Regions from separate parts of the Mus musculus genome. Here region 2 is linked to region 1. A link is a contact called in public ChIA-PET data. All regions are on one chromosome and are shown on one strand. Each heading gives the region's core, a stretch centred on a gene start, on an enhancer-like site or on the middle of the called end of the contact. The rest is flanking DNA. Distances are from core to core; before and after follow the strand shown. Region 1 holds the start of Suco (SUN domain containing ossification factor). Region 2 overlaps Dnm3 (dynamin 3).

Region 1 (2,943 bases), core at 152-2,651:
ATACAGTCTTTCCAGTCAGATTTTCTCAGACAAGTGTTTTCTTGAGCCCATATTAATATATTATTCTATGTGAGCAACAACTCTACAACTTGAGCACCTCTGGATTCCATTACACCCATAAAAAAAAGGGAATTATTACTGGCGCTTTGAAGACATAAGGTAAATAAGAAAGTGTGTTTAGATTTTAGTATAAGAAGCAAAATCTCTTTAACACAAAGGCCATCACTTTCAGTCACCAAGTCTCAAGGCTCTTTGGGAATTCCTTCAGAAAGAATGGCTTTTCCAAGTACACCTTTAGCAATCCTTTGGTTCATAAGCTATGTCTGCTCCTGGACATCCAGAGATGTGCTTGAAATTAACTTGAACTCCATAGAACTTCAGAGAAAGGGACAGAGCGGGTCGCAAAAACCGTTTCCTTTCTAGTGCCAAAGAACATGCCCCAAAACTATGGCTGACTCCACATCTGTGATAATCCTCTCCCACCAGGCTAACCGAAAAAGGGCTTCATCAGGGATCCCGCCCGCCCCACGCCGCAGGGTTTCAAGGAGCAGCCCCAAAAGTACTATTGGTCAAGATTGTGCAAGACCTGACCAGAAGAACAACAGTTTAGACATTACTCTTACCCTCATGACGACTCACGTTTTCAAAATCACAGGTCCGGAACACATCACACCTGACTCGCCCCTGCCCTTACCTCATAACGAAAGCAAATGAACTGACAGCAAAACTGAGTAACTCACTCACTAGCTTTCTGAACACTACCCAAACTGCCCTAACTGCGGTGATGGGGTACCCGAGTACAAAGGCAAAAAGTGATCCCCAATATCCCCTTCTCTCCCTGCTGGAACTCTGCAAATTCCAAAACACAACTCGTAAACCACAAGAGGAAGAGCTGGGTGGCCGCTGTGTCCCTGGCTTAGGAGCAGGAGCACCAAGCAACCCAAAAAGCCGAGATGATTTGGGGGTGTGACCCGACCTACTCCCTCTTTCATCCCCACGGGAAGTCCCCAGAGGCCGGCCCCTTACTCACCAGACTAGAGAGCAGAGAGAGAGGCAGGAGACCAGGGCCAAGGCCCGCCGGTACTTCTTCATCTTCTCCTCCTTCTTCCCCCTGCCAGGAGGCGGCACATCCTCCCCACAGCAGCCACTGTCGAGGCCAAGATGGAGGAGCCGGAGCAGAAACGCGAGGATGGGACCGAGAGTCCGAAGAGCAGTGGGGCTTGGGGAGCGGTTCCGCAGCGGCTCGCGTCCCGGATGGCCTCCCCGAGAGGCCCACGGCAACGGGAATAGGGACGCTTCACAGGAGCGCTCGGGAGACTGCCGCCGCCGCCGCTCTGTCTGCCCGCTCGCCCGCGCCCGCCTCCTCCGGCCTTCGCCGCCACTGCCTCCCCATCCCCGCCCCGCCCGCCCGGGCCCTCGCTCCGTGCTGCCGGCGACCAACGGCCGCCGCGTACTCGCCTCTCAGCAGCCAATCCCCGGCCGGGCCAGCGCACCTCGCACTCCACTGAGCTGGGTGGAAGGAGACGCGTCACCCACGTCCCTCTCGGCTCGCGCTCCACAAGTCACAGCGCGGGCCACGCCCCCTCCGCTGACAAAGCTCCAAAACGCCACAACCGCCGCCCAACCTGCGCAGGTCCCACCCACTCGCTGGCGCTCGAACAGGAAGTCCTGTAACCCTCGGTCTTCCGCCTTTCAATGGCCTGCCCACTCTCGCTGGCACGCGCCGCCTCCGCGCACGGGTATCTGGGGCTTGTAGTCCTCCTGCCCGAACCCGCCTTTTTTTTTTTTCCTCCGTAGAACTCGCGGGTTTGGTTCTCGAGTTTTACACTTTCACTTCTCACCTTCAGACTGACTAGCTTTGTCATTTGTCATTGTTAAGTCTATAATTCTTCCTTGGAGCACAGTCATGGAACGGCCTGGAATGACTGGAGAGGGTCAGGAGAAAGCATGCTAATGCAATTTAAAAGTCGGTTTACCGGCAGTGGGTCGGGCTTACTGAGGTAGATGATGATTGGAAGGTAGAAAGAGGCGTGTCAACGTTTCCTCTCACATGATTGGCTGGGAAGGACTGAGCTTTTCTTTCACCTAAGTGAGAATTCCTACCTGCCCGCCAGATTCCTAAGATAGAGCTTTAGTGTTCTTTTTTGTTCTTTTAATTTCGGGCTGTGGGTTTGCTGCTGCAAGGCAGAAAAGACACTACGGACTCTCGGCGTCTGGAAGCAGAGAAAGCGAACTCCTACACATACTTGCTGTGAACAAGAAAAAAAAAAAGAAGTGGTGTTCACAGATGGAGACCCCAAAATCTGTAAAAAGCTGAGGCCCAGAATCCTACTTAGGGAGCGTTGGTGTGCAATCTCAGAATGCTTTGTGGCTACTGCCAGACATCTCTTCAAGTAGCTTACTGATCCTGAAAGACAGCAGTTGGAAGAGACTAGACTTTTGGCCTCTTAGTATAGCAGTTCCTTCCTCTAAGTCTCCCGTGTGCCTATTTAACATATCAAAGCAGAACTGGCTGCCACGTTCTCCCAGCATTCTTCAGTCTCTACCAGTTAGTTGCAGGATTCTTCTCATCAGCCCCTACTCCAAACTTCTCCAGCCCAGGGGCTGGGCAGCCATTCCCTCATGCACCCTTCCCTATATAATCCAGCCATTTTGGTTACCTGGCCCTTTTGGTCTGCCCTTTACCCTCCTGGCCTCTTGATCTCCTGGTCTCCTGGCTCTCCTTGCCTCCTCCACTTTCCTCACATGGCCCCTGCTCAGGTTCGTATTCACTCTGGACTCGTCCAGATGCCCCTGTCTCTGGCTATGTCTCCCTTGTATAAACCTCCTCTACCATGCCCAGGAGCAGTCATTCCCTTCCTATTTTATTTTATTTTATTTTCAGTTCCTCTCATCTATCTGCACCGCCATACCCATTAACCTCCTCCACTTCTCCCACCCTTA
Region 2 (2,943 bases), core at 322-2,821, 330 kb after region 1:
TGGGGCTTGATCTGGTACCCAAGCTGTCTGTGGCAAGAGCAACTGCAGTGGAGGTATACTGGGCTAATGGCTACACCGTACACATCAGCAGGGGCAGGGGCAGGGACAAGGAAGTTTTTCAGACCTAACAGCAGTCTATACTGGTTGGTTCCCTGCTTTTCTGGTCATTGACTATCTTGAAAATCTGCAGATATTACTGAAGCTATCATGTATTAATGTTTAATATGGGTCAGGACCATACTGAAAGCCTTTACAAACTAATCTGGATAATCTTCTCAGCTGCTCTGTGAGGTAAAAGCTCTTAGTACCTCCCTCTTTTGATGAAAAGTAAGAAATGTCAAGTAACCCTCGCCAGATAAAAGTAGAGCCAGGGATTGCTCAAAGCGTAGTCCTCCATCTCTTCACCCTGGGTCCTAAGGACATCAACCCCACATGGTGACAATACAGACAACACAAACACAGCAGAAACTGGTTAGCCATGTTTAAACAGGCAAAAGGATGCTTTTAGAGCAACATGAACATTTGTGTAAATCCCCATTAATCCAAAAGATTAGTTAACATCATTATCTTTCTTCCTAACAATTGTTTGTGGATTGGCCTTTTCCATCCAATTTTCTGCAGGCAAGTTGTGTTTAACTTTGTATATCCATCAAAAGTGTTCCTGGTGTATTTGATGTTTGTGATGTGAGTGAATGAAGGTATAAATAAAAGAATGGGTGACTAGAGGTTTGCTTTTATATCTTCTAAGAAAATGGCAGTTTCCAAAGGTATTAGATCCCTGGGCTATGAATCTAGGCCTGGACAGATCGTGTATCATTAAGTATAGGCAGTTTAGAGTTTTCAGATTCGAAGATAAAATAGGTGAAAACGTGCTAAATTAGAGTGCATAAAATAAACCTTGATTAACTCAGCCTCTTTTCTCTACCGTAAAGTGGGACAGAAAATCAATTTATGGAAGGAAAGCTTAAATCTACTTAAGTATATAATCAACTTAATTTTATAATCTGCTCCATCTTACTGGCTTTCTCAAAGCACAAGACCTTCTGAATTCAGAAACACATGTCCATAGATTCTCAGTGTGGGTCTGGATGACCCAATCCTGTTTGTAAAATAAATAAATAAATAAATAAATTTCCCAATTGAGTGAGTAGTCTTCCTGATTCTACTCAAAAATGTATTGCTCAAGATACATTTTATCTTAATTGGGCTTACTTTATATTTTGAATGTCAACTTCGTGACATATTTAAACTGCAAAAGAGTCATTAAATGGTGAACTTCAAAGAAAACAAACTTTCAGAATATTTTTCTGAAAATCAAAACAGCTCAACCACTTTCCAACTCCACCCATATGACGTTTTCATATACAGAGTTTTAAATAGCTACATTAAAATACTAGGTTAAATTTTTCCCTATCCCTAGAAGGGGCTGTCTAAAAGTAACCAAAAGCATCATCATCAACAACAAAAACAAAACCTATTTTCTTGCTTCCTTCTTCTTCTCGGGTCAGTGTCTGCCGACCACAGCCTGGAAGCAGACCTTTGTCTTCAGCTCAAGTGTCAGCAGACACAAACCTTAAGCTGCATGATTGTTCATCAACAGGAAGCAAGATGACTCATCGGTCCACGGAGATACCTAAGCTGAGAAGACTCAGCGTGCTTTCTCCTTTCTCAGAGGATCCTATGTGATGGATTAAGTTCCCCAAACTCCAAAATACATTTACGATATAGGATTTTAACATTTAATCCCCTGGCCATTCGTTTTGGCTTTAAACAGATTGTTTATCTTCCTCCCGCGAGCACAAAACGCCATGCCAAAATGGGAACCAGATTTCTCTACTCAGTGAACTTCATGTGGTTTCCCCATTTCTCCTGGCGTCGGTTTCCCGGCAGACATTCATCTAAAAAATTCCTGCTTGAGTGATTTGTTAGGAAGACGGGATCTGGAGCTTTCTGTGGCACATTTTCAACGTATTCCTAACTGCACTAAAGCTGCACTTAGGTCCTTACTCCGGAGCTGCAAAGACCTTTATAAGGGGGCTGGGGGGAGGGGGAGTATTGTGTAGTCTAAAAAGTGACCTTGATTAAGAAATCCCCTTTCTTTGAATTTTCTCATGCAGGAAAGTCTCATGCTAAATAATAGGCATTTATTTGCAGACTCCATTTGGAAACCGTTTTGGAGCACACAGAAATTATAGCTACTTCTGCCATCTAGGAACATAAAATGCAATTGGAAAGGTTAGATATAAAAGCCTAAACAGATTTTTTTTAAAAGGTAGTTTAAAAGGATTCCGAATAGTACGAGCAGCAAATATATGAAAACGATGTCAGGTTTAAGGGAGACACCTGGAAGTATTTGCAAGGTTCTTTGGAGCCGACTTAAATTAAAAAGGTATAATCACTATATACTCCCTACCATTCTCTCTCCTTTGTAAAGGCATTTAGTGTTCATCCTGCTACCCATTCTCTATCTTTTACACACACACACACACACACACCACCACCACCACCACCACCACCACCACCACCACCACCACCAAGGGAAAAGAGAAAGAGGGGGAAGGGAGGGAGGGGTGAACCCATAAAGGAATTACTGTATTACTGTAAGGGGGCAAAAACAATTTCATATCATTTGGGAGTTATTTGTTTTTAAACAATGCATAGGAAGTGCTATATTTATCTGACTGAAAAGGGAACTCAAAACACAAACTCTTAGTGTAACAAGCACTTCACTGGCAAATACATTTCATGTTTTAAAGAAGAAACCAAGTGGGTTGGGGCTGGGGAGAAGGGAGAGGAAAGTGTGGAAAGATGGAAAGGAAGGATACAATAGTGGAAAGGAACAAAATCGCAACTTACTTTCCCGAATGCCTTCTGATCTGTGCTGACTGAACCTAGCTAATTTTTTTTGAATGTCAAATGTCCCTCCCAAGGCCTCTAGGTTTA

What was found. ChIA-PET counts read pairs in DNA pulled down with a chosen protein or histone mark.
Region 2: an RNA polymerase II ChIA-PET map of memory CD8 T cells shows a contact between it and region 1, with 60 read pairs. The contact joins the enhancer-like site here to the promoter of Suco in region 1. A contact is called at or near these places in 1 of 39 promoter capture datasets (the HPC-7 cell line), 2 of 484 Hi-C or Micro-C datasets (the HPC-7 cell line and Sertoli cells) and 3 of 115 datasets of contacts at active chromatin or transcription factors (bone marrow-derived macrophages, extraembryonic endoderm stem cells and memory CD8 T cells).

What each region holds. Positions count from the first base shown.
Region 1 is chr1:161,875,281-161,878,223 of GRCm38.p6, forward strand. Suco (SUN domain containing ossification factor) reads right to left here and starts at 1,402. Exons shown (of 24, transcript NM_001357402.1): 1 at 1,031-1,402. The coding sequence starts at 1,092.
Region 2 is chr1:162,205,835-162,208,777 of GRCm38.p6, forward strand. The region is part of intron 14 of Dnm3 (dynamin 3); the gene reads right to left. Among named protein-coding and RNA genes, the nearest start is that of Dnm3os, 10 kb to the right of the region's middle. Within about 2 kb of position 1,572, at least 132 of the 459 cell types and tissues checked have an H3K27ac peak or open chromatin away from gene starts, as enhancers often do. A contact at or near this core is called in the HPC-7 cell line, bone marrow-derived macrophages and memory CD8 T cells, where this site is marked.